Linked DNA regions of Mus musculus: all the other regions are linked to region 3. A link is a contact called in public Hi-C data. All regions are on one chromosome and are shown on one strand. Each heading gives the region's core, a stretch centred on a gene start, on an enhancer-like site or on the middle of the called end of the contact. The rest is flanking DNA. Distances are from core to core; before and after follow the strand shown.

Evidence for each region. Hi-C and Micro-C count contacts between places; a contact is called where the count stands out from the background.
Region 1: a contact with region 3 is called in a Hi-C map of epidermal suprabasal cells, with 7 times the contacts expected there. The contact joins two enhancer-like sites. A contact is called at or near these places in 1 of 15 datasets of contacts at CTCF or cohesin (the NIH/3T3 cell line), 6 of 484 Hi-C or Micro-C datasets (the C2C12 cell line, the MC3T3-E1 cell line, the N1E-115 cell line and 3 more) and 2 of 115 datasets of contacts at active chromatin or transcription factors (astrocytes and pancreatic cancer cells).
Region 2: a Hi-C map of the N1E-115 cell line shows a contact between it and region 3, with 16 times the contacts expected there. The contact joins two enhancer-like sites. A contact is called at or near these places in 1 of 484 Hi-C or Micro-C datasets (the N1E-115 cell line) and 1 of 115 datasets of contacts at active chromatin or transcription factors (astrocytes).
Region 4: a contact with region 3 is called in a Hi-C map of the N1E-115 cell line, with 14 times the contacts expected there. The contact joins two enhancer-like sites. A contact is called at or near these places in 3 of 484 Hi-C or Micro-C datasets (the N1E-115 cell line and cortical neurons) and 1 of 115 datasets of contacts at active chromatin or transcription factors (astrocytes).

What each region holds. Positions count from the first base shown.
Region 1 is chr4:55,925,045-55,932,193 of GRCm38.p6, reverse strand. No RefSeq gene overlaps it. Among named protein-coding and RNA genes, the nearest start is that of Gm34482, 25 kb to the left of the region's middle. Within about 2 kb of position 2,908, at least 62 of the 459 cell types and tissues checked have an H3K27ac peak or open chromatin away from gene starts, as enhancers often do. A contact at or near this core is called in epidermal suprabasal cells, where this site is marked.
Region 2 is chr4:55,841,483-55,848,559 of GRCm38.p6, reverse strand. No RefSeq gene overlaps it. Among named protein-coding and RNA genes, the nearest start is that of Gm34482, 110 kb to the left of the region's middle. Within about 2 kb of position 4,674, at least 23 of the 459 cell types and tissues checked have an H3K27ac peak or open chromatin away from gene starts, as enhancers often do. A contact at or near this core is called in the N1E-115 cell line, where this site is marked.
Region 3 is chr4:56,490,235-56,496,755 of GRCm38.p6, reverse strand. No RefSeq gene overlaps it. Among named protein-coding and RNA genes, the nearest start is that of Gm34628, 15 kb to the right of the region's middle. Within about 2 kb of position 4,130, at least 40 of the 459 cell types and tissues checked have an H3K27ac peak or open chromatin away from gene starts, as enhancers often do. A contact at or near this core is called in the N1E-115 cell line and epidermal suprabasal cells, where this site is marked.
Region 4 is chr4:55,686,530-55,692,927 of GRCm38.p6, reverse strand. No RefSeq gene overlaps it. Among named protein-coding and RNA genes, the nearest start is that of Gm12511, 120 kb to the right of the region's middle. Within about 2 kb of position 4,752, at least 8 of the 459 cell types and tissues checked have an H3K27ac peak or open chromatin away from gene starts, as enhancers often do. A contact at or near this core is called in the N1E-115 cell line, where this site is marked.

The DNA of each region.
Region 1 (7,149 bases), core at 1,659-4,158, 560 kb after region 3:
GTTCACAGCTAACCATTGGACTGAGTGCAGGGTCCACAATACAGGAGTTAAGAGAAAAGACTGAAGGAGTTGAAGGGGTTTGCAACCCCATAGGAAGAACAACAATATCAACCAAGCAGACCCACCAGAACTCCCAGGGACTAAGCCATCAACAAAGGAGTACACATGGGTCCAGCTGCATATGTAGCAGAGGATGGCCTTGTCATGCATCAAAGGGAGGAGAGGTCCTTGGTCCTTGGGTCGATAGATGCCCCAGTGTAGGGGAATTGAGGGTGGGGAGATGGGAGTGGCTGGGTGGGTAGAGGAACACCCTCAGAGAAGCAAGGGGAGTGAGAATGTGATAGGGTGGGAAACTGATAAAGGGGATAATATTTGAAATGTAAATAAAGAAAATATCTAATAAAAAAGTAAAAAAAATAAACATAAATGAATACAATGATTAATAAAAAATAAAGTAATGCCAAAAAATAAACTAAAGACCCCTAATTTAGAAAACACTATTGCTTACCAACTTGGTAAAGTCTAAGATCTTGGATGTGTGCCCTGTTGATCATGTTACTCATGTTACTGATCATGTGACTGACTAGCAGCTGTGATCCGGCACTGACAGTGTCATACTACAAAGTCACTGGACAAGCAAGCATAAATATCAAAATATGGGAGACGATTAGTACTGCTGAGCATATATGCCAAAAATTAGGAAGTTGAACTTCTGTAGGTTAAAAACTCAGGACTATCTTCAAATGATTAATTTGAAGAAATATTCTTTTATTTATTTGATGATGAATAGAATTGTTCTCATACATTCTTGTCAAAAGAGGAAGGACTTTAATCTGGTTGTTTGATTGGTTGGTTGGTTGGTTGGTTGGTTGGTTGGTTGGTATTTGGTTGTTTGGTTGGTTTGTGGTTGGTCAGGTGGTATTTGGTTGGTTGGTTGAAACTAGGTCTCATGTGTAGGCTAGACAGTTCTCTAACCCATGATCTTCCTGCCCCAACCTCCCAAATCCTGATACTGCACGACTTTACTCTCACACAGTCCTCTAGAAAGCAGCTTTTTACTGCCAGGGACCAGGATTAAGGATCAGGCTATCCTGAGTTCCAGTCCTTGGCCACTTCCCAAGGTGACTGTAATTAGAAGCTGTTCAGCCTCTCTCATCTTCAATTTCTTCATCTTCAAAAAGAGAATAGCAATTTCCCTTCTACAGGTGTTGGCTCAGAAACTAGCTTCAAAAATATATTAGCAGTACAGAACATTAAAAGGATGCAACATTTCTTCTCCTCTCTTGAAACCTTTAAAATTATGTTCTCAAAACAAAACAGTCTTGACTTAAGTAGATTCAAATGTGGGCCCTTCACTCTTTTTAGTATAGCCAAATTGAAGGGTGATTCACTTGGCAATAAAAGCATGCTATTATAGGCTAGCTGGCACACTCATGGTCAAGCCATCCATCAGCTGGTGTGATTGATCACTCTGCTTCTGTAACGAGAATACAACATCTTCTCCTAATGAACCCTGGGTCAGATTTGTGTTGTAAGATAAAGGTGTATGCTGCAGGGTACTCAGGTCATTTTGTATATGTGTTAAAGGCTATGTAAAGTTTGATAGTGGCCACATCCAGCAGAAAAATGGAGGGGGGGGCGCGGCTGTGGAATCATTGTGAGTAGTGATGGTCTGTGTCTGAGTTTGTGGATTCTACTTATTTGCCTCTATATTTTTGTGCAGTTTCTTTACAATGCAGTGCTTGAATCTGACCTTTCTGAGGAGTGAGTCTTTGGAATGGTCTTTAAGTGACTAAATTTCAAGCTGCTCTACTTTACCTTCAGAGGCTCTGACGGACTTCAAAACCTGCATGAGGACACACCGAGCCACATCATGAATGTACATAAATACCTGAATATACACATGAATATGTAATTTAAGAATCACAATGAAGTTTTCAAAGCATTCTGAAATACATTGTGGTCTTTTCCTCTCTCATGCTTTTTCAGTTGTGCTACGTTTCCCTGGGACATGGTACAGTCTTTCACTCCTGATCAGGCTTTTCCTAAGTCTGGTGCCTCCAGCCAGTACCTTGGAGAAGCAGGACTCTCCCCTCTACTCCTCCTGAACTTTGTCTTATTACAATGTTTTCACATCTGAGCTTAATCATCTTTTGATGACTTAGCTTTCCACACCAACGCTGAGTTTATAGAAGATCTAGAACATACTTAATTTATCTCAGCAACCATGGTCCATCACAACACCTGAATCACTGAAGATATCAATATATATCAAATTATATATATGAATGAATGACTCAGTGATTGAATGATTGAGGAAGTGAATTATGGCTGTAATGCCAGGCCCAGTCTTAGTATGGTCACAACCAAAATGCGGCAGGACTTTTATAAATATATATATAAAGCATCAATCTGTAAAGCATTAAAACTTCCAAGAAGAAAGCGCTTCCTGAAGCAGGTGCACTGGCTTATATGACACAGTGATTCCAGAGTGGCTAATAGATCAGGTAATTTGTCCACTTTCCTGGAGTAAAGGCTTAGGCTGGGGCTCACATTAGCTCAGAGCCCTGTGCATGATGCTGCATGCCTCCTTCAATGCAGTTCAATTAAGCTTAATATCCTATGACTCAAGGGTTTGCACACCAAGGCTTGGCACTTAATATTGTAATTACCTCTTTTGATTAGAACTGCCTTTCATAAGCAAATCAAGGCAGTGGTTTGACAAGCTTGAGGAATTGCTTAGGGAGCTCACTCTACAAGTTCCACGGGGGAATTATAATCACGGTAATTATCGTCCAAGCGAGATTCCAGTTCTCCATGTACGGGATGTACTGGGAGGTAAGTGCATAAGAGTCACGCATTGCGTCCTCCCCCCTCCCCCCTCCCCCGCTCGGGGTAAGCTGCAGAACTGTAAACAAGGAACAAGCTTGAAGCAAGCTCAGTGCAGTCCACAGGCTGAGTTGCTTGTAGTGAGACAGGGCTCAGACTGTTCAGTACATTGAAAGCAATTACTTGGCCACACTGCGGTTGTGGGTTTTGTTTCTCCTCCTCTCCACTGAAACTGGACACATAGCTGGTAAAAACCCACTCACCAATTCGGTGCTAATGGTTGGAACTCTGTGGACAATGAGATGCGAATCCACACTCCGCTCTTTGCGAGGTAAAGATAATGTTGCCCTGATTATAGAAACTAAAATCATCAAGAATCCGGGTGGGTAATGATGCGGGACAGGATTTGGCTCCGAGTTTTTAGGGTCTCAGTCAGTGTGCAGATAAAATGGCCCCTGAAGGATGAATACAGACTCTGTTGGTGATGCTCTGAGCGTGCTGGGCTGATTTTTACAAAACAGATGTCTCAAGGAGACTGAAAGCCTTTTCTAAGCCGCAAGAGAGTCTTGTTACACAGAAGTATTCAGCCTACGGATGAGCAAGCTGCCTTTCTGGACCCATGGCCACGCGCTGGTTGCCCTGGGAGGCTGGAACAAGTCTCTCATATTAAAACACACCATCTGCCTACAGTGCTCCAAGGAGACTCTAAGAAATAGTTACTAGTTCTCTTTTTCTTGGAGAATTTTTTTTTATGTTGGGGGCCCCTTACTCTCTGGAAACATTATCTCTCATGTCAAAAGTCCATACTAGTTGTTCCCCACTGCACACACTCCACAGTCATCGCCCCTCACCCTGGACTTTTTCTCTCCATCATCCACAGCCCAAAGATTCTTTTAAAAATTAACAAAAACAGAAGGGAAAAAAATGCCACAAGACCAAGATTACTAGCAGATGTTCCGGCGATGCTGGAGAGTGGAAAAGGCACTGGAGACTGGAATTCCCTCCTCAGCCCCTTTGGAAAGCAGCACAGAGCTAGTGATGGTCTCGAGGACACACCTCAATGCACTTCCTCACGGTTTCATTCTTTCAAGAAATATCCTCTGAATAAGAAAAGATGCCAAGCCTGCAGCTGAGCTCCTCCGCCACAAAGGGAATAAGAAACATTTACTGAGAGCTTGTTATGTGCAAGACACTACTCTAAACCTCCCAGGTTAGAGTGTACTAACCCAGTTTCCATAACAACTCATGTTTATCCTCAAATGGGAAAACAGTGACAGGGAGTGATGATAAAATTGTTGGTCCAAACAGCAATATGAACTAACCAGTACCCCCAGAGCTCGTGTCTCTAGCTGCATATGTAGCAGAGGATGGCCTAGTTGGCCATCATTGGGAAGAGAGGCCCCTCAGTCTAGCAAACCTTATATGCCCGAGTACAGGAGAATGCCAGGGCCAAAAAGCGGGAGTGGATGAGTAGGGGAACATGGCAGGGGGGAGGATATAGGGGGAGGATAGAATTTGAAATTTGAAATGTATATAAAGAAAATATCCAATTAAAAAAATGTGAAAAAAATTGATGGTCCAAAATCACACAGGTGGGAGAAAGAGAGTTCAGAACTGGAGCCTCAGTAGTCGGATTCTTTAGCCTAAGCCACAAGTCAACAAGCTTTTCCTGTAAAGGGCAAGATAAGAAATGATTTAGACTTCATGAGCCAAATGGTCTCCTGCTATTACTCACTTCAGCTACAATAGCTCAGAAGCAGTGCTGGGTAATGCATACATAAGCAGGCGTGGCTGGGTTCTGATATGACTATATGCATGGATGCTGACATCTGAATTGCATAGCATTTTTATGTGTCATGAAGTAGTCCTGATCGGTTGAGTAATTTTTCCTAGTCGTTTAAAAATATAAAACTCTTAACAACATCATGAATTAAACAAAATAAGAGGTAAGCTAGATATATTTTCAGTCTCTAAGACTGATCCCTGGCCCAGGTTATATTAGGAAATAACACAGTGTTATTTTCCTTGTGGGTCCTGTAACCTGGCTGGGGGGTGTAAGCTGAGAGCTTTACATTTGTGCACTTGATGCTTGTTTGGCCTGCATCACTCCACCTATAGCCTCCCCTGTCCCTGGTTCAATCCTTCTTGTCTGAAGGGGTTCACAGTGACCTCTTTCCTCTAAGGCATCTTTTCTTGATGCTTGTTGCTCTCTTCCCAGTGATAACGTTTCTTCCCAGCACTCTCTCCTCTATGTTAATGGCCTTACAGCTACCTAATGCTATGTCTGCATAGAGAAGTAAGATCTCATATATTTGTCCTTTCCAGGATCCTAATCAGACTCGACATGGACAGGACATACACAGGTTAATGGAATTATTTTAAGGATGGAGAATTATTGCCCAGGTGAAGGCAAAATGAACATATAAACTGAGTTGTATAAAAGAGTACTCAGGGCCAGTAAGATGGAGGAGAGCTGGTATGGTATCCTGGGGGTACAGCAAGCACGGTCAGTCAAGAAGCAGGATAAGCAGGGATGAGCAGGTATAGCAGCTCATGCCTATCATCCCTAGCACTTAAAAGACTGTGACAGGGAGATAGATAACCGTGAGTTCAAGGCTACAGAGTGAGTGGGATAGAGTGAGACCCAGGTAACACAGTCAAACACAAACCAAAAAGAAGAACAAAAGGAGGAGCAAGAAGAGGAGGAGGAGGAGGAAGAGGAGGAGGAGGAGGAGGAGAAGCAGGAGGGGCAGGAGGAGGAGGAGGAGGATAAAGTAGAGGAGAGGGAGGAGGAAAAGAACGAAGAAGAGGAACAGTGACTGCAGCAGCTAGCAGCAGCAGCCAGAATAATGAAAAGTACGGCATGACCAGTTATCAGTAGACCAGGAAAACTGTGCAAGTGATAAAAGGAGCAGCCTTGAAGTCAGTGCTTGCATTAGCACTGGATCCCCACTGGGCATATTTGCATGTTCTAAAATTTGGGGGATGCTGTTGACAATTTCAGATTTATTGTTTCTATGATCTGACTTTCTCCTAAAGGATAAAAACATTTCACCCCCAAAATGTGCAGCCTGGGTGTAATTAATATAATGAGTTACAGGCAGCAGAGACTCAGGGGATGCAAGATGAGTTCTAGACTCACTTTATTTCCTTGAAAGCAAGATGTAGACAGCCCTTTGAGGAAGATACCCCTGTGTCTCAGCAGAGAGGGCTGCTATCCTCAGTGAAGAGAGAAACAAAACACTCAGATGTGTCACAACCTCAATGACAGATAACTTTGCTTCCTTTAGTTCATGCAGTGATTTCCAATTGCCAATGTCAGTTGCCAGACAAGGAGTTAGGGATACTGCTCAGAGAGACAAGGTGGTAGGCACACTCTTGTAATCCTAGCATGGAAGGAGAAGGAGGAAGATCATGGGTTCCAACTCACTCTTGGCTACAGGGCAAATTCAAGCTCTGCTTGGAATACATGAAATTCCATCTTTTAAAAAGTCAATAAAATTGGCTTTTTTAAGACTTATTTCAAAGTTTCCTTACAGGATGAAGATATAAGAGACTCACCTATCCTGGCTAAGGTAACCAGATTTCCTTCTATAACTGGTCGTTCTCTTAGTTTTTTGGAAAATGGGCCCACTTCAATATTTGATCACATGGTACCTACTCCTACCAACTCCATGTTGCCTTGTTAAGATCAAACAATGGTCTCCTATCAAATGGTTAACAAGGCCAAGTCATGTTATTCTCTAAGAATGTAAACTCTCCCTCTGCCAGATCTGTTTAGCTGTAACCAAACTGCTTCCTGTGATCTCTGTGCATGGAAATGCTAATCCAGGTTATGATGAGAGGAGAGGAGCATCCACACTGACAAAGCTCAGATACCTGCAGACCATCTCCTGAAGCACAGCGGTGAAATAGTGAGGTTGGTGCCATAGAATAAGGAGTCAGATCGGCAAACAGATGGAACAAATCCGGTCCCAAATCACAGTTACAAAAAGATGGAGCTGAGGAAGGAACCCAAGGAAACAAATCCAGTTCTGTACCCTTTCCATCCTCTGTGCTCTCCCCCTGTTCTAGGCATTTGGCCCTGGGTTGTCACTGACTCTTCTCGCTCAGAAACACTTCATTACCATGGATCCAGTCACGGTGCCTGCTGATAGAGTTGTCTGTGGGAGAGAAGTGAGAGTCAAGTTCCTTCTTCCTAAATTTGTGCCTTGTGTGCATCTTGAGACTCGTGACCTCTAAGCAACCTCTCTACTCATCTCTGGGCATGTGCCTGCTTCTCCTGGGCTGTATGGCCTCATATTTGCAATGAGATGATCA
Region 2 (7,077 bases), core at 3,425-5,924, 650 kb after region 3:
TCCTGAGAACGCCTGGAGCTATGTTCCACCTACTGACCTCCCTGGCAGCTCCACCAACTGCCAATGACCGCCCTGTGGCTGTAACCTTTCTCCTGCCCACCTGAGTTACCGCAGATGGAAAACACCAGACAATCTTAATATTTTAAAATCAGCTCTCCTGTACTAGAATTCTTCTGGTGGCAGAGACCACCAGTTCTAATAGCCCCCAACCTACGTGATGTTCATGTTCCTCTCTTCAAAGCCTGGCCAAAAAGCCTCTTTCTCTATCTCATCTCCTTCTCTTCTTCCTCAGACCCTGAAAACCTGCTTCTGTATCTTTGCCCAAGGATTGGCTTCTGCCATTTTTATTGGCCCAATCAAACAATTAGAGAACCTGCCCCTATACCCAGTGGCCCATGACTAGCTGTGGGGATAGACACTTGCTTTGTGGCAGATTTAACTCTAGAGACTTAATCATTGAGGAGCCTACCTCTGTGCAGGTAACAGAACAACATGTCTGCCTTGAGGAAAAAGGCCAATGAAGGGGATGTGTATAAAGCTATGAGTCAGAGAACCACATGCTAAGTGTTATAAGGCATTTCCCAGGAGGATGGTAAACCAAAGGGGTCAGGGGGTGATTTTGGGTAGATGCAGCAGATCAAGCAGAGGTTTCTGGAAGATTGGTGGACCTACCAACCATCCATGCCTGGGCTGAAGGCAAACGTGATGATTTTTATCTATATCATGATGTTCATTGAAGTCATAGGAACAGGTGGCCTAGCGAAACATAAGATAAGAAGGTTGTCCAAGTGAGGCCTTGATTCATTGAATGGTGCTCCAGAGATATCCATAGAGGGCTTTCCAATAGGCCCGAACAAGGACAAGAGCCAAGCTGACGTGGGCCACACTACTTGATGTTTTGTGGCGTTTTCTGAGATTGGCTCTGGACTAAGAGGTAGCCTGTTTCCTCAGGATGCCCCTCTTTGCAGGTTGATTTCCATAGGCAGTGAATAGCTCCCACACACCCTGCTTGTCTCTGATTCCACTCTATTTATCAATAGGCTGCTGGTTTCAGACTTCCCCTGTAGGAAGCACCTTGTGCCTCTGTCCCTGAACTCTGAATAAAGCCCGAGTTGTCCCCAAAGCTTCCAAACAAAGAGTAAAACAGGCATGGTTTCTTTCTTCAGGCTTGTCCACTCCTTTCCATACCTGGTGTGGAGCAAAGGTAGACGTGTAGGGGTGAGGGCACCTAAGGATAAAATTTGTTGATTCTTTGCTGGATCCTTCAGTGCTCCATGGACATGGAGAGAGGATAAGGCTCTTGAACCAGAAGGAACCATGATGGAGATGTAAATTTTTTGGATAGAGAATTAGTCTCCCCTCTCCATGAAATGACTTCTTCCCTGGATGGCTTAGACATAGGGCTACAGCTTAAAGCACAACAATAAACACCTGCTTTTTCAGAGACATAAAATAGCATTCATGACAAATCCCACTCCTTTCCGTGCACTTCACTCCATAGGGCACCGCCTAAAGGAGAGTGTGAATCCGGGTGCAGAAATTCTATCATATGAGTTGACTAAGGTTTTTTTCTTTCTTTCTTTCTTTCTTTCTTTCTTTCTTTCTTTCTTTCTTTCTTTCTTTCTTTCTTTCTTTCTTTTTTCTTCTCCCTTCCACTCTGATTGAAGCTGAAACATTCCAAAACTCGCTTTCCAAAACCTACATTTCTCCAAAGGCAGAAAATAGCTTGCTTTCAAATCCACTGTAAAGATTTCAGTTTAAAAATAATAAAAATAAAATTAAAAAGTAAAATAAAATAAGAACCAAGCACTGCTGGCATTTAATCTGACTACAAATTGAAAGCTATACTGGTGTTTACATGGCTTGGGATTTTATTAGGAAAGAGTGGCCTGGCATTAATAATGTGATGTTTAGCAGGAATAAAATCCCAGCTCTCCATTTTTCCATATTTTGGGGAAATGAGACCCTGTCCAGGCCCTGCACACTCACAGGCTCATTCCAAGAGAAGGTGCTTGATACAGGACTCAAATGAGAAGTGTGACAGCCATAACTTGGCATCAGGAATAAACATATGCAAAGCCTAGCTAGTGTGCCACCAGGCCTCAAACACAGTACCACCAATCCCGCTGTACAAGTGAGGAAACTGATGCTCAGATGGCTTATGTTCCTGCAGTGGGGACCACCCAGGCAGTTAAGGAAGCAAATAAGAATTTACATCTGAGTTTGCCTTAATTCATTTCCAGATCACACCACAAAGAACAATATTGTCCCAAATGTCAAAAGCGCCAATGATGACCATCTCAAGTTTTCCTGAACTACACCTGTTGGCTGAACACCCCAGGACATGATTTGAAGGATATGTTCAGATTCTTGTTCTCAGAGTCACCCCAAGAAAATGAGTATTTCTCAGCTGTAAAAAGTTCTCTCATCCATAGAAATGAGAAACTTGCATTTTTTTTTCTGTAAATGTAGTTTAACATGAGGTAGAGGCTGTAGAGACGTCTCAGTGGTTAAGAGTACTTGCTGCTCTTGCAGAGGATTTAGGTTTGGTTCCTAGCACCCACATTGGGCAACTTACAACAGCCTATAACTACAGCTCCAGGAAAGCTGACAGTCTTTTTTGCCTCTGTGGGCATTCATGCACACATGCACACAGAGAGAGAGAGAGAGACAGAGAGACAGAGAGACAGAGACAGAGAGACACAGAGACAGAGAAAGACAGAGAGAGAGAGAGAGATCTTAACAATGTGAAGTGGTTAGTGTTTGTTGAAATATTTGAGGGATAATTCACTTGGAAATCCCTTTCTGTTCCCTGAGTCATAATGGAACCTTATAATTCTGTGGCTGCTATAGTAAATATCATAGATCATCCCCCAAGGGCAATATTCCCCTCTGCAAATTTCTCAGAGACATCTTGAGGGAAGTCAAGAAGGCTAGTTCACGGTGTCACACAAACACCTTATACACCTGTACAAAATGGAGATTTTGAAACTGCTTTTTACTAGGGTTGCCCTTCAGAGGCCCCCAAGGCAAAGTGTGGTGTCTACACATATAAAAGGAGTGGGTCTGATGAATAGAGAAAAAGAAAAGAAACCAGGGTGAAAACTTGGAATCATACTCAAGAAATTTCCTGAAATAAGTGCTCAAAAATGATGGGGAACCTGCCAGTCACCGAGATGAAGAGGAAAGGGAGATGGGCAAGAAAGAAACTCAGGTGTGGTGTGGATGGGCCTTGGGCTTGTTTGTGGATTTCCCTGATCATTTCAGAGGTTCTGGAAAAGGCTCTAGGTCTCTGGCCAAAAGGCTTGACTTTCTCTAGCATCTGAAAAGGAAAGGGACGTTCTATAATGGAAGGTAGAAACCATAGCAATGGTCCTCACCCTTGGTCATGCTATGCTAGCTAACCTTATGCACATATTTGAGCAACCAAGTCATCAGCTCTGGGCAGGTCAGTCTTGGGCTTCATGCCTGTGTGAGCAGAAGCCATGAACTGGAGACAGGACCAACAAGGCTTGGGTGCTGGGCTTCTCTGGCTGTATATTGTACTCAGGGAGAGTTTGCCCCAACCTCACAGGCCCACATTCCCTGGGTAGAAGCAGGCCTATGCCATGCTATACTGTGCCTGTGCTCTCCGATTTCATCATTTCTGGCTCAAAGCAGGCCTGCAATTTTCATTTCTTTATGGGCTTAAGTAATCTATTGCAAATGGCACCAGCAGGCTGTAATGCATCCTTGTTGAGGAAACAGTTATTTCTCTTCCGAAGCTTTCTGGTTGAAGGCTTGTGGAGCTGAGGCCGGGTAACTGTTTTACATTAGCTATAATGGTGTTTACATTGGATGTACCGATGTTTAAATCGCTGGACATATTTGTTATTAGTAGGGAGGCAGTGGCATTGTTTAGCCCAAGTATCTGGGTGGGTGGAGGGGGCTCCTATTAACATTGATAATATTTTACAAGGGACCTTGCAGGGACGTTTATAATAAAGCAGTGCTGTTTATCTCATCAGGATTATGTTGGAGTAACTTTAATTGTATTCATATTAAACATATCAGTGTTAGAACTGATGTAATATGTTTAGCATTAATATGAAGGTTGCTAAGTTGGGGGCTTTTGAGGTAGACTTGAAGTGCTGGGAAGACAATAGAACATATGGAAAGCATTTAGGGGTGTAGGGGGGTTTCTGTTCTTGTCTAACAAGAAGGATTAGTGCTCTTGCTGAGGTACACTCTAAGATGAACAGTGGGCTGTAGTGCTACCATCTGCTGAGCTTATGATGCGATTCTCTTGGCCAGCTCGGGTGCTCTCGCCATTGCTCTCCATTCTCTGTGTTCTCGCAAGCTCCACCAAAGCCCAAATGTCAGGGATACTTCAGATGCTTTGCAGCTGGCTGTCGCACCCAGAGACGTTTCAAAATGGATTTTGTAATGGCTTATAAAAGTCCCACATTGTGCACGAGCGGTTATTGAGTGTGATATAGTGTGAGCAAGAATGTTCCAAATTCCCTCCGTGCTGTATCCATCAATCTGGCTCTATTAGGGTTGGCAGGATAATGGCTGGAGTGAGGCTCTGGACTTTATCTGCAGCTGAAAGAAGCATCCTAATTATCTACTCATCAGAGCAGCCCCACTCCTGGCTCGAGGAGATCACTGCCAGCTCAGCCCCAGAAATTCCAAATCTTCCCTGTCACCCGCCAGGCACACGGAGGCAGGATGCAAGACTGTGTCCAGCCCAGCTGGGGAGCATAGTCCCAGTAAATCCTGGAACTCAATCTGACTGCCCAGCTGGAAACACTGTTGCAGTTTTAACCCAAGGAGGCTCAGTTTCCTGATGCTTTCCTCCCACTGGGCTCAGTTCCCATTGGGCCCAGAAGGTTCGCTGGGATACATCGCAGGACTGGGACCCTGCTCTACCTATCAGTAGCCCTAGTTTTCTGCAACATGAGAGTAATACCTGTGTCTCCCTAATGTTACTGGTAAATTTGACAGCACTTTGAATGGGATCTGTACCATGCTGTGCTTTCATTAGTGAACAAATGAAAAACTCCAGTGTAGCAACAGGGTTCTGGTGGAAATACATGCCTTGCCTGATGGATATACACCTACCATTTCACAGGACATTCAAGGAATATTTATGAAGACTTCTATTCTTTGCAAAAGCACTTCTCATTAATATTGCAAGCTTATGCACAAGCTATAAGCTTGTATTAATATCATAAGTCTATTATTTTTATTTGTATAAAAGAGGAAGCAAGAACAAGGAGAGAGGATGTGATTTTTTTGCCTGTTAGGCCCTGTGTTAGGCCCTAAGCTTTGATTGCTGCTACTTGGGCTGAGAGAAATGAGGGTCCTACAGCAACTACCTTTTCTGTTTCTGAAGGCATCTGATATAAGAGAGCCCCTTAAGGAATGGCTGATTTTGGCTAAAGGTTTCAGAGAATCATGTTCATCCTGGCATGGAAGGGATGTTGGAAGGAATGTGATGAAGCTGTTCTTGTTGTATCCTCAGGTAGGAGGCAGAGAGAGATGAACACCATGCCTAGCTGGCTTTCTGCTTTTTGCCATTTTGTTTGTTTAGGCTGAGACGCTTATCTAGGTGTGATACCTCCCACATTTAGGGTAGGCCTTTCCACAATTGAGCATCTCTGGAAATGCGCTCAAAGAAACACTGAGAAGTGCGTTTCCTAGAGGTTGGAGAGACTGCCTTATGGTTGATAGCACTTGCTTCTCTTGCAGAGGAGCTGAGATCAGTTTACAACTTGGCAGCTTTAAGCCATCAGTAAATAACTCCAATTCCAGGGAATCCCGTGCTCCCTTTTGGCTTCTGCCGGCACCAGGCATGACCAATGATGCCCATACATATGCACAGGAAAACATCAATACACATACAAAAAAAATAAATGAATATTTTTTTAATAAAAAATGCATCTTCCAAGTGATTTCAAACCTGTCGATGAAGTTTAGATGTCGCACATCCCCATCCTGCTGTGGTTCACAAATGGCTGGGACTATACAAATTGTTAAGTTGCTATGGGTCTTTGCATTCTTAAGCCATCAGACTGCTTTAATTCTGGAAAGTGTTTAGGAGGTGTGCAAATATGTGAAAGACATGAGGGTGAGCATGAATAACTGCTATGTGGGGTGCAGAGAACCCTGAGATACAGCATGGGAGGACTAAGAATCAGACATCACAAAGGTCAGTTGGAAAGATTGGGAAAGCCTGGCAGAAGAGGTGGAATATGAACTGTCCTTGGGAAGTCAACAGGATTTTCTACACGCAGAGGTAGACACACATGTGTCACATGTGACAGCAGAAGCAGGGTTAGCAGTGGTGTAGCTCTTACTTAGAAAGTAAGAGGAAGAAGGTAGAGTGTTTTCTGAAGACTCCATTCATGGATATAGAAAGGGAAGGGGTGACATATCCCTCTAGTGCTGATGGGTGGCAGATTGATGCAAGCTGAGGCTGGGCTTTAACGGTTAAGAAATAAGTAGCCTAGGGAATGGCTAGTAGGTTAAATGTCTGCTGTGCAAGCATGGGAGTCTTAGTTCAGAGCCCAACCCCCATAAGAAGCTAGATTTAATAGCAGGCGTCTGTAACCAAGCGCTAAGCAGAAGTAGAAGAGGTAGCATGAGGTGAGTGGATTCTCTAGGTTTACTCGCCAGCCAACCTAGCCAAAACCAGCAAGTCCCAGATTCAGTGGGAGAGCCCATCTCAAAAATATAAATTGACAAGTCATCCTCTGATCTTCACATGAATACTGTGACACACATGACATGCTTTTACGTACACACACACACACACACACACACACACACACACACACTTAGACCTACAAAATAAATACATAAAAATTGTAATTTAATGCTTAAAAAGTAAGGAGAAGAGTGATAAAAACAAAAATACCAAACACATTGACATCTGGTCTCCACATGCACATCAGGATGTACTGTGTGTGGCTGCACGCACACATACGTGGAGAAAGATAAAGCACGTGAACTGTATGATCAGAGCTACATTATCAGAAGATGAAACTGACACTTTGAAGGAAGTAGACAGGGTGGGGGGGGGGGCAGGTGGCT
Region 3 (6,521 bases), core at 2,881-5,380:
TAAAGCATGAGCCACATGGGCAAGAATTTCCTCTCTTGGAAAAAGTCACTTTCTTTAGCTCTTTATAGATCCTCACCCTTCAATATTCAACCAGAACGATGCAGAGGGAGAAGGGCAACAAGTTCCTAAACTTGTACTTTTGAGAACCCAGAGCTGCTAGGGGCTTCCTTCTGACCTCTCAGTAGAAAGTCTTCAATGTCAGTTTTTGGACCTGTTCCAGGTCACTTGCTTACCACAGAGCAGTCATTAGCCTCTCAACACTGCTTAGGGCATGCCTGGCACCCATTGATTCAGCAGGGCACAGCCTAAAGACATAGACTCAGCCAGACTCGTCTGACATGTGTCCTCAGCAGTTTCTCCAAGTGCCACGTCAGCCCAGGGGCTGGTCTCCCATGCACCTGTGTTCCTCTGGCGAAGAATCATGCCTCCTCACATCTCTTTATCTAGCCAGAGATCTGAGGCCATGCTGATTTTCCAGAAGCGGCAGAGATTTAATCCCAGGAAATAGCCTTCCGAAGGGAAGAACATGCCAACTCAGAGTTCCCCAACAAATAGGCATTGACTTCTGGTTGCCAGTTCAATAGTGAATGCAACCACGGAATTCTCAGATAAGGGATAAATCTGATCGGATAACCGAAACAGAAAAGATTCCAGTCAATGAATGGCCATTCTATTACACAAACCTAAAATGCCAATCTTCTTAACATCCCTTCTTTGCCTTCCTGGTCAAGCTTTAACATGCTGACTTGCTTTTTCTCCCTCTGTCACCTTTTTACAGGCACTAAACATTTGCTATCTGAACCCAGCACACTCACCTCTTGACAGATCCTCCCCTCTGAATAGTAAGTTCTTTTCTACATTGCCTGATGATCTTTTCCTCATCTTCCAAGACTCAAGTCAACTGCCCATCCATCCTTTGATACTCTGCCTTTGAGATCCTGTCTTAAATTTGGCTCAATTTTCTTCTTACATGATCAACTAGCTCTCTAAGCTCCAGTGGTAGCACATTTACCCTTCTTCTAAGTACATCCCATACATACATTCCATACATCTTCTGGCTCTGTAATTTTCAAAGTTGGACACTAGATGAATAGAACATCCATCTGTATTTTTATACACTCTCTAGTGTGCTTTGTACATTGGGACAATGACATATATCTCATGAATAGTTAACACATATCTATACAGTGGTTTTGGGCTCCAAAGCTGTTTTACTGATGGCTACTAAACTGAACAGTATCAAGATCGTTGTTCTAGCTGTTACCTATGAAGGCATGAACTCTATCTTACTGGTATAAGCTCCATAAAAGTTGGTTAAATAAGTCATAAGCTTCTATATAAGTATAATGATAAAGCTTTAAATAATATGCTGAAAAGATGCAAAGGGAGGAAGGAATTGAGTCATGATTGTTCATTAATACAGCATCTAGAGATATTGGTTTTAAATTAAGATAAAATTATGATAAAATACCACCTTAGGCAGGTTACTCATCTTCCTAGACCAGAGTCAGCAAACTTACCCTGTTAAGAGTCAGCTAGGTACCCTCTCAGAAGCAGAGGGGATGGGGTGACAAACTTGGAGAGGGAGGACTGGGAAGAGTGGGTAACATTTGGAATGTAAATAAATAAAGTAATTTAATAAATAAATTTATAAAAAAAACTTTAAGAAAGTGTCAACTAGTAAATATTCAGTATACCAAGCCATGAATTTCTCAATGTTGCTACTATAACAGACATAAATGTATGTACTTGCCTATATGGCAATAAAATTTTATTGGCAAGAACAGATGACCAGGTCTGGTTAACCCAGTGAATGAACCCCTCTTACAGTTTATTATTCCTAGTTGTATTTCATGAGTTAGTTTTGCAACACGCTTAGCCTTTGACTGGTGATGAGGTATTGTTTAACAATGCTTACAAATACCAACAATAGTCATGATTTGAGGTCTTACAAGAAAAGACATATTTGATTTGAGTATTACTTATGAAGTCCCAAAGGAACAGAAGATGGAGCGGGGAGTTGGGGGAAATCTATTAAGGATGCGGCATGAGTTAATAACTCTGATGTCGAGAGAACCCAGAAACTGCTGGCACGTTCCCTGAGTGACAGTGTGGCAGAAGTAATGAGGAGTGAAAGTTGAACTCTTTCTTCCGTAGGATGAGACGGGGACAATGGATGCCTCTCCTCCCTTAGGGAGTATCAGAGAAAATTAACTATAAATATGCAGTGCTTGGTGTTTACATCTTGACTATCCTTTCACCTGCTGGGTAAAGTCATTGCGTTCTGACTTGTACCTACTGCCTGATTCCAAGACTTGTGGCTATTTTGCTGAGTGGGAAGCAAACGTCAGCTCTCTGCCCCCCTTATCCCTTTAGATAAGAATAGGTGGCTGGACCACTAAAGTCCAGGAGACTGATTTCTTGACCGAGATTCTCGATGTGCTATCTGGATCCCCCTGAGGTAGAATCACCTGGAAGCAGAAGATAAAAGCAGGAATTCCTGGCAGCCGTCCTGTGATCAGGACTCAGGATCTTTTCTCTGGGGCTCATTTCAGAAGTGGCTTTTAAGGTGAATCTCCACACGCTACAGTTGACCAAGACCCACTGGTGTTCTGAAGGAAGCTCAATGGACTTCCGAGACTCCATTCGAGTCTCCTTCACCAGATTCTTAGCTGTTTAAAACCAGTATAATCAATGAAAGTTAGAAAACCATGCTTGCCAGCAGCTTGCCTGGCCTTCCTTATAACATTAACTTAGGTTTTTAAAATAAATCGTAGAATGAGCAGGTAGGTATCTGTGGGTTTCTAGTTGCATGACTCTTTGAATGTCCAGCCCCAAGTGGAGCCTGCACTGGGCACTCTCATGAGGCCCCTTCCTTTGCAGATTCCTGGCTTGCCTTTTCCCTGGGCTTCTGGGATAGAGGCTACACTTTGGATCTTGGTGGGTAGAACATATCTTCCCACAGAATTCTCCAAATGATATTGGCTAAATTCCCCTGAAGAGACTCAAATAATCTCCTCTCAGGCTTCTGCTTTCAGTCAGTCCAGTGTCCTCTTCTCAGTGGGATATGAATTTTATTGCATCAAAGAGCTACCCGTTTCCAAGGGCATTTTGCTATCTTCACACATGTATTTAACACACACACACACACACACACACACACACACACACACACACACACATTTATTTCTACAACTTTGTTTACAGCAAATTGACACACTAGTGGTTTCACTAATTTAAAGATTTCCTGGTGATGTCAAAGGCCAAAGAATTCCCTTTATCTTCTGATGAATAACTGCTACCTTGGGAAATGAAATGACATGTCCAAAGTGGGGTGTCTGACCCGTGGCTGAGCCAGGGGTGTCACATGTGGATTTTGTAGCCTGCAAAGCTATCTTTCTAATCCTATGTGTCTGGGTTCATTCCTAACTTGAGCTCTGGGCAAATACAATCATGGAATTGTAAACACGGCAGGAGAAGAATCACTGGATACTTTGCAAGTAGTGGCCATCCAAGCAGTGCAAAGGATTGAAAGTCTTGCACCCAATCCAGTGTCTCTCAGTAAGCCGGGGCAGCTGACTTGGATAATTCTCTTAGAGTCACGCTAGATGGCAGTGTTTTAACGTCAACAGGAAAAGGGCTTGGGCTGCTGTTTTGAAGAATAGCCTGGGACAGCCATAGCAAAAGGCTTGACAAGGGCATCCCCTTGGAGCTCAGGTTCTAGAACAATGGATTCAGGTCTCTGTTGTGACTTGAGGCTTCAGCTTGGAGCAGGGCCAGAGTCTGGTTATGTAATAAGTGAGACCATAGCTCTCCGTCACTGACGATGAGAACCACCTGCCGTTCAGACTCACAAGGTTCAGAGTCGGGCGCAAACATCCCTGCTTTATCAACAATCCCTGTGTGCCCCAGTGTCCTGAGATTCCTCAGAGTCTTTGTCCAGTGAGGGTGTCCGCCCTGGGTTGCCGGACCCTGGTGTGAAGTAGTGCACTGTGATTGCTGCTGATGACATGAGGCAGGTGCTGAGGATGCACATGCGAACAAACCGCGATTGGGAAGCCCCAGATCCAAGGGGAGGCAGTATTTGAAATCCTAAATAAGGCTCAGAGACGTCAGAAGTGTTGCTGCAGCTCAGTCCCTGCTCTGTCCTGCGTAGCCTCGAGCATGGAGCTAGTCACTTACTCCATGACTCATTCATTAATGGGCTTTGATGAGATTTTTCACTTGGAAAGTGAGGACCATGGAAACAGTCCCTCCAAGGAGCTGCACAGTTACACTTCTGTGGACAGCATCCTTTCTCAGTCAGGTTCTGTTTTCCTATCTGCTAGATGAGGTTAGTCTCACTTGGCCTGGAATCTATCATTTCGTGTTGGACGGGGGTGGGGTGGGGCTGCTTTTGCTGGGAGGTCGAATGGTTTTCACTAGTCAAGGGTATCATCAAAAGCCAACAAACTAGTTTTTTGATAACGAATCCTATGAAACTAGTTACAAGGCTATGGACTTTGTTCCAGATGCTCAGAGACAGCTGGAGGGTATCGGCGAGCTTCAGAGAAAGCCCCATGTTTTGTCCTCATCCTCTCATCTCTAGATCACCACTTTAATCCACCACTAGAATTTCTCAGAAGCGTAGAGGACCTCTAGAAGGTTGTTCCATCCTCTGTTTCTGCAGGGCCACAGGGCATGCTCAGGAGTAGGAGGGATCCTCACTGGCAGCCTGCGATCCCTGACATGCAGTGTGTGTGCCGAGGGAAGAGTTAAGGGGCACACGCCGGCTCTTACTCATCTTGCTCATTTTAATACCTGGCTTAGGGCCTGGTTCAGAGTAGGTGTGAGCAAATGTTTGTTGAATTAAGTTTCTGTAGTTTAAAGAATTAGCTTTGATGCTATTTGCGTCTTACAGACAGAAAATTTTGAAATAGATCATGGTTTTTTCTTTGAATTGCCTGCTATGAAGCTCAAAGGTAAATTAGTGGGCCATCTCTAGCAAATAACTAAAATATAGACTTGATTTCCTCTCTCTCTCTCTCTCTCTCTCTCTCTCTCTCTCTCTCTCTCTCCCTCTCCCCCTCTCCCTCTCCCTTTCCCCCTCCCTCTCCCCCTCCCTCTCCCCCTCCCTCTCCCTCTCCTTCTCTCCCTCTCCCTCCCTCCTTCCCTGTCTCCCTTCCTCCCTCTTTCTCTATGTGTGCATGTGTGTACCTGTGTGTGTGTGTGTGTGTGTGTGTGTGTGTGTGCACGTGCTTGTGTGCGAGTGTGTGCCTACCTGGTGTCACCTTGTTTTTCTTAAGGCTGATATTCATGGTACTGAATTATTAAACCTGCCTCAAATTCTTTTAGAACAAGGAACAACTCACTCATTAAATCTGAGGCAATATCTGGGACAATTCCTGGTATATAACAGAAGGTCAAAATAGTTATTTAATAGTGAACAAATTAACGGCATTTTTATCTGAATCTTAAGTTTGAACTTCATTTTTTTTTTTAAATATCAATCAGCCTCAGACTCACATTCTTTTAAAACAAACAGAGGTCAGTGGAAAATCATACTGGGAAATGGATGCAGCTGGACAGAGCGACTGTTGTAAGATCACGCACAGATCCAGTGGCTCTAAGGTAGTGCCTCCTTGTGGTTTTCCTTCTGATTTACCTACCACAGTTTTCATTACTCCCAAATCCTTCCTCTGAAGGAAGGGAGACAGAGAGAGACAGAGAGAGAGAGAGAGAGAGAGAGAGAGAGAGAGAGAGAGAGAGAGAGAGAGAGAGAGAGAGAGAGAGAAACATTTATCAAGAGAGCAATGTCGCCCACACCGATGGACCTGCCGCCATCCTATTCATTTGTTCTCCTTTGCTGTCACAGTGGCAGCTCATCTGATGAGCCACAGGGTGATCTTCTTCCTAAAATTCATGCGGAGGAACAGTGAGACAGTGCTGGTCGCTCCATTCATCAGATAACCTACAGTCTCCTTGGAGGCTGGGAGGGGAGAGTTGGCCTCCTGAGGTTTATCTTGGACAGAAGCCAGCCAGCCTATGGCTAAAAGAATGAGCCACTTTATCTTGTCAAACATCTCCATTAAATCATGGCCAAGGGAGAACCAATGAAACTGGATTTTGGTGCAAATGATCACTTGTGAATGTGCATCATGCACACACATACACACAATATATATATATATATATATATATACATATATACACACACACACACACACACACACACACACAGATATATCATGTGTATATACATTATAATATATACGCACATGTGTTATATATAGTCACTGTGTATATAATATCATATATAAGCTTCTCTCTCTCTTTCTCATTGCTCTGAAGAGAGCTGAGCTGAGAAAGCCATGCTTCTACATAACTGCTTCACTTGTTTGCTCTTGCAGAGTGTGCCCAAGAGTGTTCCTTTAGCGCCAGCATTTTTACCGCTCTATATTTAGAGTAGAAGTCTCTGCTCAGCCAATAAACTTTTAAAGCAAAGACCCTCGAATCAAAAGAACTATTTCTTCTTCCTTATC
Region 4 (6,398 bases), core at 3,503-6,002, 800 kb after region 3:
CTAGCTAACATTTTTGAGAAACACACCTCCTAATTTCCATAAAGAGTATGCTTCCTAGCATACTCTATTGATTACATTCATCACAAAAGTCCACCCAGTTCCAAGGAGAAGAAACACTCTGAGACAGTATATCACATTGCAATTAAAGTATATACAGTGATGTTTTCTAGTTGATAGCACACTTAGAAAATAACAGCCAGTCTCCTTTGAGGGCTGCTACCTTGATTTCACAAGGCCTTGGGAACAAGTTTCTCGACTTCTTTGTAAGCTTTCATGTTTAGAGAGTTGGGTGGCAACTTTCTGTCTAGACAGATTCCTATAATCCCAAAAACACATTGCTGAGGCAGGAGGTTGAAGGAAATTGTCCAGGATTTGAACTTGTTCCTCTAAACTCTGCTCTAGACAAGTCAGGTAGGAATAGCTGGAGCTCTTCAGAAAAAAACAGCCTCGAAGACACTTTTCTCCACACACCCTCTTTAAACTGAGCTAAGGAGGCTCCTATTCTTTTCCTTTTTATAGGAACCTTTATTGCATGGGCAAAACAGCCTCTGTAGATGTGTCTGGAGAAGCCTGAATCCAGGGACAAATTCAACTCAAACTTCTAAGCTGTGTCTCAATATTCACCGTAAAAACAAAACATAAAAAAGAAAAAAGAAAAGAAACCACTAGCAGTCACAGCCTGTAGACATTGTAAGGCACTTTCCTTGTGTGAGCAAACAATGGCCCAGGGGACAAATCCTGACAACAACAGCCTGGTTTTATAAATAACATCTTACGGGAACATACCCATGCTTCAATTTAAGTACGGTCTACGTTCACTTTCATGTGGCAGAGCTAAATCACTGCAACAGGGAACCATCTAGGCCCACAAAACCTAAACTACTCTCAATATGTCCCTTTAATAGAAAAACACTTGCAGACCAGTCCAAAACTGTTTACTTGCTTACATAAATCCCAGCATCTGCCATGCGCCGTGCATCTCTCTGTGCTGGGCTCTTTGCTAGAATCCTTGTATGTTACCCTTCAGTTTCACTTACAGCCACCAGGTAACTACTGCTCTCCCTGTCTTGAAGATGGCTAGACCACGTGTCTAAAGAAGTTAAAAGGTTTGCACAAAGCCATCACTGATACGTGGTGGAATCCAAGCCCTGATCAGAAAGATCCTAAATCCTGTGTTTGCTCTCTTCCATGGCTTCCAGAGAACACCTTCTCCTTTTGGCTTCCTTGTTAAGAAAACGGCTGCCACTCTAGCTGGAATCTAAAGCTAATGTGTATGCTCCTGAGTCTTGGGTGTGTGCACTGGAACATAAGTCCTTTCTTTTTTTTTTTTTTTTTTTTTCTTTCTTTTTTTGGTTTTTCGAGACAGGGTTTCTCTGTATAGCCCTGGCTGTCCTGGAACTCACTTTGTAGACCAGGCTGGCCTCGAACTCAGAAATCCGCCTGCCCCTGCCTCCTGAGTGCTGGAATTAAAGGTGTACGCCACCACGCCTGGCAAGTCCTTTCTTCAAATAACTCCTTACAACGGAGATGCATCAGTATCCAATGAAATAGGGATTGCAGAGATTGCCTCTGCATCCCTTAGAATTGTGGAGAGAGATGGGACCACAATACATACCTCCTTTCAGATGAGACAAGGAACCTGAAGCTACAGACTAGCAATTGTAGGAGCCACCACTCCCTCCCTCAGAAGTCTAAAAAAAAAAAAGAAGGGCTGCTCAGGCAACCTGGAAGAACAGAAACTCTTAATTCTTATGGGCAGATATCCCTGGACATCAGCCACTGCTACAATAAAACCTCCACTAGCGCTCAGCGAATTCTGTGTCTCTCCTTCAGCTGGAACTGTGCTTCTAAGCATGCATTCTAAGATCACCTCTGCTTTCCCCATTCACAAAGGGATAACTTCCTCACAGGGTGGGAGAGAGAAATGTGTGGGGCACAGGTACCCATGCTCAGAAGAAGTCTGCCCCAACACACCTTGCAATACAACTATTACATATTTATTGGGACTAGGACCCAAGCCTGAGGAAGGCACTGCCTCCAATGTTTGTTTGCTAGTTTTGTTTTATATATTTAAATTCTCTGTCAGTTACTGTATGCATATTTTCTGAGCATCCACTGTGTCATTTTAGATCTAGTGAAAATGAAATAAATCAGAAAAAAATCCCCCATCCATAGCAACAATGATCAATAGGTTACATATTCCATGCCAGGTATTTTTCTAAAAACCATGGTAACTTTAAAACTCACAGCAATGCTGTCAAGCAGGTACTAGCATTGCCTCATTTCACAAAGGAAACCAAGTCCATATGTGTTCACTCATGCAACAAATACACACACACAAGGACACTCTTTCACACGTACCCCAGGCCTCTGTGTAATAGTCACTGAACAGCACTGTGTACGCTTGGAACCCTAAAAACTGAAAACAAAATTCTTTATCACTGTATGCCTGTACCTTTATGCTTGCTGTATCTTCCCTTGAAGACAGTGTGTCTCAACATGTGGGCCATGACCCCTTTAGGTCAAATGATCTTTTCACAGGGGTTATCTAAGATCATCCAGAAAACACAGGTATTTACAATTCATAACAGTAGCAAAATTATAGTTATGAAGCAGCAACAAAGATAACTTATGGGTGGGGGTCACCACAACCTGAGGAACTGTGTTAAAGGGTCCCAGCACTAGGAAGGTTAAGAACGGCTGAGCTAAGACCATTTTATAGATTGGTAGTCCCAGTAAGGTTCAGTCCCTCCCCACGGTCACACAGCCAGGGTAGGCTCTGTTAGTGCAGTCCTGCTCCACCACAAGCATCTGGACTAAGATCCTAAAGACCTTCAGAACCCTGCCTGTCAACTCCAGCATGTCTTCACTCCCTGCCCTGTCCTGCAGTCCTACATTAAGATCCATAACACCACGTTTAGAACCCTTCCAGAAAAACAATAAACAAAGACAAGCAAACAAAAACCTGTATTGCTCAACCTGAGAAGAGTAAAAAACCTGAGCACCAGGAGGTGACAAGGCCAGCACCAGCGACTTGGCCTCAACAGGACTCCACTTCACTTAGTTCAGATATATGACCCACAGCAGCTCATAAGGAGGTTGGGTGCTCCCCTGAAGGATTCAGGGTGGTGAAGCTACCGCTGTAGTGTGTTTTCCTTCTCTCTGGAAAAGTTCTACAAATGTTGTCTTAGAGACTCACAGCCTTCAAGAAAGCCAAGAACCATTAGGCCAGAAAGACAAAGTAAGCCAGGAGACAGGATATTGGATCCCAGAGGGACTGCTCCTGAAAAGGAACAGCCCTGCTTTCCTGTGCTTGTGAAAGCATTTTGGAAGCTTCTAAGAAGACTTTGAAATGAGTGAAATTCAGCCTCATGGGGCCTAGGGTCTTTCCATGCTGCCCTAGATTTAAAAAGCAATGCTTCAGTTAAAAGGTAGCTTTACATTTATACACTGTGCGTGTGTGTGTGTGTGTGTGTGTGTGTGTGTGTGTGTGTGTGTGTGTGTGTGTGTGTGCAGGGTCCAGAAGTGCACATTGCAAATGCATGAGTGCAGGTCCGAGGACAGCTTTATGGACTCAGGTCTCTCTGGTTATCTTTGGGGGGGGGGATTCTGGGGATAGACTTCAAGTTGCTAGGGTTGAGCATCTAGTGGCCCAGTGCCTTCTCTCACTTGCCATCTTGCCAGCACTAAGGAATTAATTTTAAGAAGGAAATATATATATAAAGTGTTTAGAGGTCTCCAGAGTATGGGCACACTAGGCACAGTGGCATATGCATATAATGCCAGTATTCTGGAGGTGAGAGTAGAAGGATGGGAAGCTCAAAGTCAGCAGAGCAAGTAGGAAGGCAGCCTGGGCTATGTAAGACTCAGGAAGGGAGGGAGGGAGGGAGGGAGGGAGGGAGGGAGGGAGGGAGGGAGGGAGGGAGGGAGGGAGGGAGGGAGGGAGGAAGGGAAGGGAGGGAGGGAGGGAGGAAGGGAAGGAAGGGAGGAAGGAAGGGAGGGAAGGGAGGAAGGAAGGGAGGAAGGAAGGAAGGAAGGAAGGAAGGAAGGAAGGAAGGAAGGAAGGAAGGAAGGAAGGAAGGAAGGAAGGAAGGAAGGAAGGAAGGAAGGAAGGAAGCCTTTAATTTTTTAGAGAGGCAGAGACTAGCAGGTCTCTATTAAGATAAGGCCAATCTAGTCTATACAGTAAGTTCTAAGCCAGCCAGAATTATACAGTAAGAGACTCGTATTTAGATACATAGATGATAGATAGATAGATAGATAGATAGATAGATAGATAGATACATACATACATACATACATACATACATACATACATACATACATCATATATATATACATACATACATACATCATATATATATATGTATATGTATATATATGTATATGTGTATATATATATATATATATATATAGAGAGAGAGAGAGAGAGAGAGAGAGAGAGAGAGAGAAAGGCAGGCAAACAAACAATGTGTGCCATGAACTAAGAAATGTCAAACACTGAAGATAATCCCTGGCATCTAGCACGTAGGCAGTAAAGAAGGCAGAGATGTCTCTGTCTCTCTGTCTCTCCCTAGCATCACACCTAGTTCGTTCTACCCCTTCACCATCCCACCTCAAACTGCTGTGTTTCCACCCTTTCTCCTTATGGAAGACCAGGAGTTGCCTCTCTCTGTTTATGTGGTACATACTCACTGTCTCTGTGTCTGCCTCTGAGATCTCTATCACTGTAGCCTTTTCAGTTTCCCTTTCCTGTTTCTACCTAAATGTGTCTACGTGTGACAACACGTGTCATCTCCTCTCTCCCTCTGCATACTCTCCCTGGGAACCAGTGCCTCTGCGTGACAACTCTCAAATCTGTATGTCCTAAGCAGGTCACACCCTTAAGCTCCTGACCCACATCTCCATCTTTTTCATGCTCAAAGCTGCTCTTCCACCTGCACAGATACCAGCCCAGTTGCCCAAGCTAGAGACTGGAAGTTGTCCTAGAATCCTCTTTCCATTCACCTCCACATCTGATTAGTCACTGAGCCTTATTGATCACTCCTCTTCTGAAGCATCCCCTCTGTCCCGGGCCACATCCCTGCCCACTTAAGGCTCTTGTTATAGCTACTATAGCCCTGTAATGACTTCTTATCATAGCTTCCTCCCTCTATCCCTGGACTCCTCTAATCCAGCTCCACACCAAGGTTGGCACACTGTCTGCAAAGAGCCAGATGGTAAATATTTTAGGCTTTGTGGCCAAGAGTCTCCGTTACAACTACACAAATCTGCCATTGTAGTGCAAAAGAAGCCATAGATGGTGTGTAATTGAATAAACGTGGCTGTAATCTAATACAATTTATTTAGAAAAACAGGAGCCATCGCTTGCCAACCTCTGCTCTATATTAATGCCAAACAGGTCCTTCTAATATAATTAAAGGCCTATGTCATTCCCTTGTTTGGAATTCTTCAATAACCTCTCAGTGCTGGTAAGATGAAGACAGAGGCCCTTAGCAAGGCCGTGAGCTCCTGCAATCTGGTCTCTTCAGCTTCTGTCACCTATATGCTTATTAATCTGGCACTCCCCCCACCTACCTCTGTACAGAGGCTGAGATCTTTCACCTCTGTGCCCATGTTCTTTCGTTTTATTGTTCATTTATCAAACTGGCACTGGCCCCGCAAATTTCATTTCTCCTTTTCAGTTAGGAGCCTTCTATCTCAGAACTTGGTATTAACTCAATAAGGTATCCAGATATGAATTTCACAGGCAAATTGAGAGGTCTTTGATGTTCAGGTATGTCTAATTCATCTTTCCTTTTTCCAGAGCTAAGGAACTCCCCTGACCCCATTGGCTTTGGAGGGAGTGAAGGGCCAGAACCAGGGAGAGCCCACACTGCAAACTTTCCAGTGTCCTACAGCAAAAGGGAGCTATAGGGAACTGAAATCCGAACACATGAATCTTGAATCGAAAACTTCTCCTGACTTCACATTGAAAGTCAGAAAAGCCTTTGATGTGTCTGTCCAACTGCACAGAGTGGAAACAGTGTTGCTGGTTTTGCAGAACATGGAGGCACAGGCTTTTAATCGCAGCACTGGGGAGGCAGAGGCAGGTATGTGTTTGAAATCAGCATGGGCCACAGAGTAGGTTTCAGGACAGACAGACTTCTCCAAAACATGTTTTCCTCAGCAGTGGGATCATCAAAGCACAATAAACTACACGGAGTCTTCTGGGGAGTCCTAATGGTTTTCCTCGTTCCTCTTATTTTCTCGTCCTCTGGGAGAGCTGGTGAATGCAGCCTTGAGCATCCAAGTATCACAATTGTCTCAACACCCTGAAGAAAGTGGAAAGGGTTTGGAGTTCCCTGGAGAGCAGGCCGTCCTCTTCAGTAGGCGGCACACTTTTCTGGATCCATGCA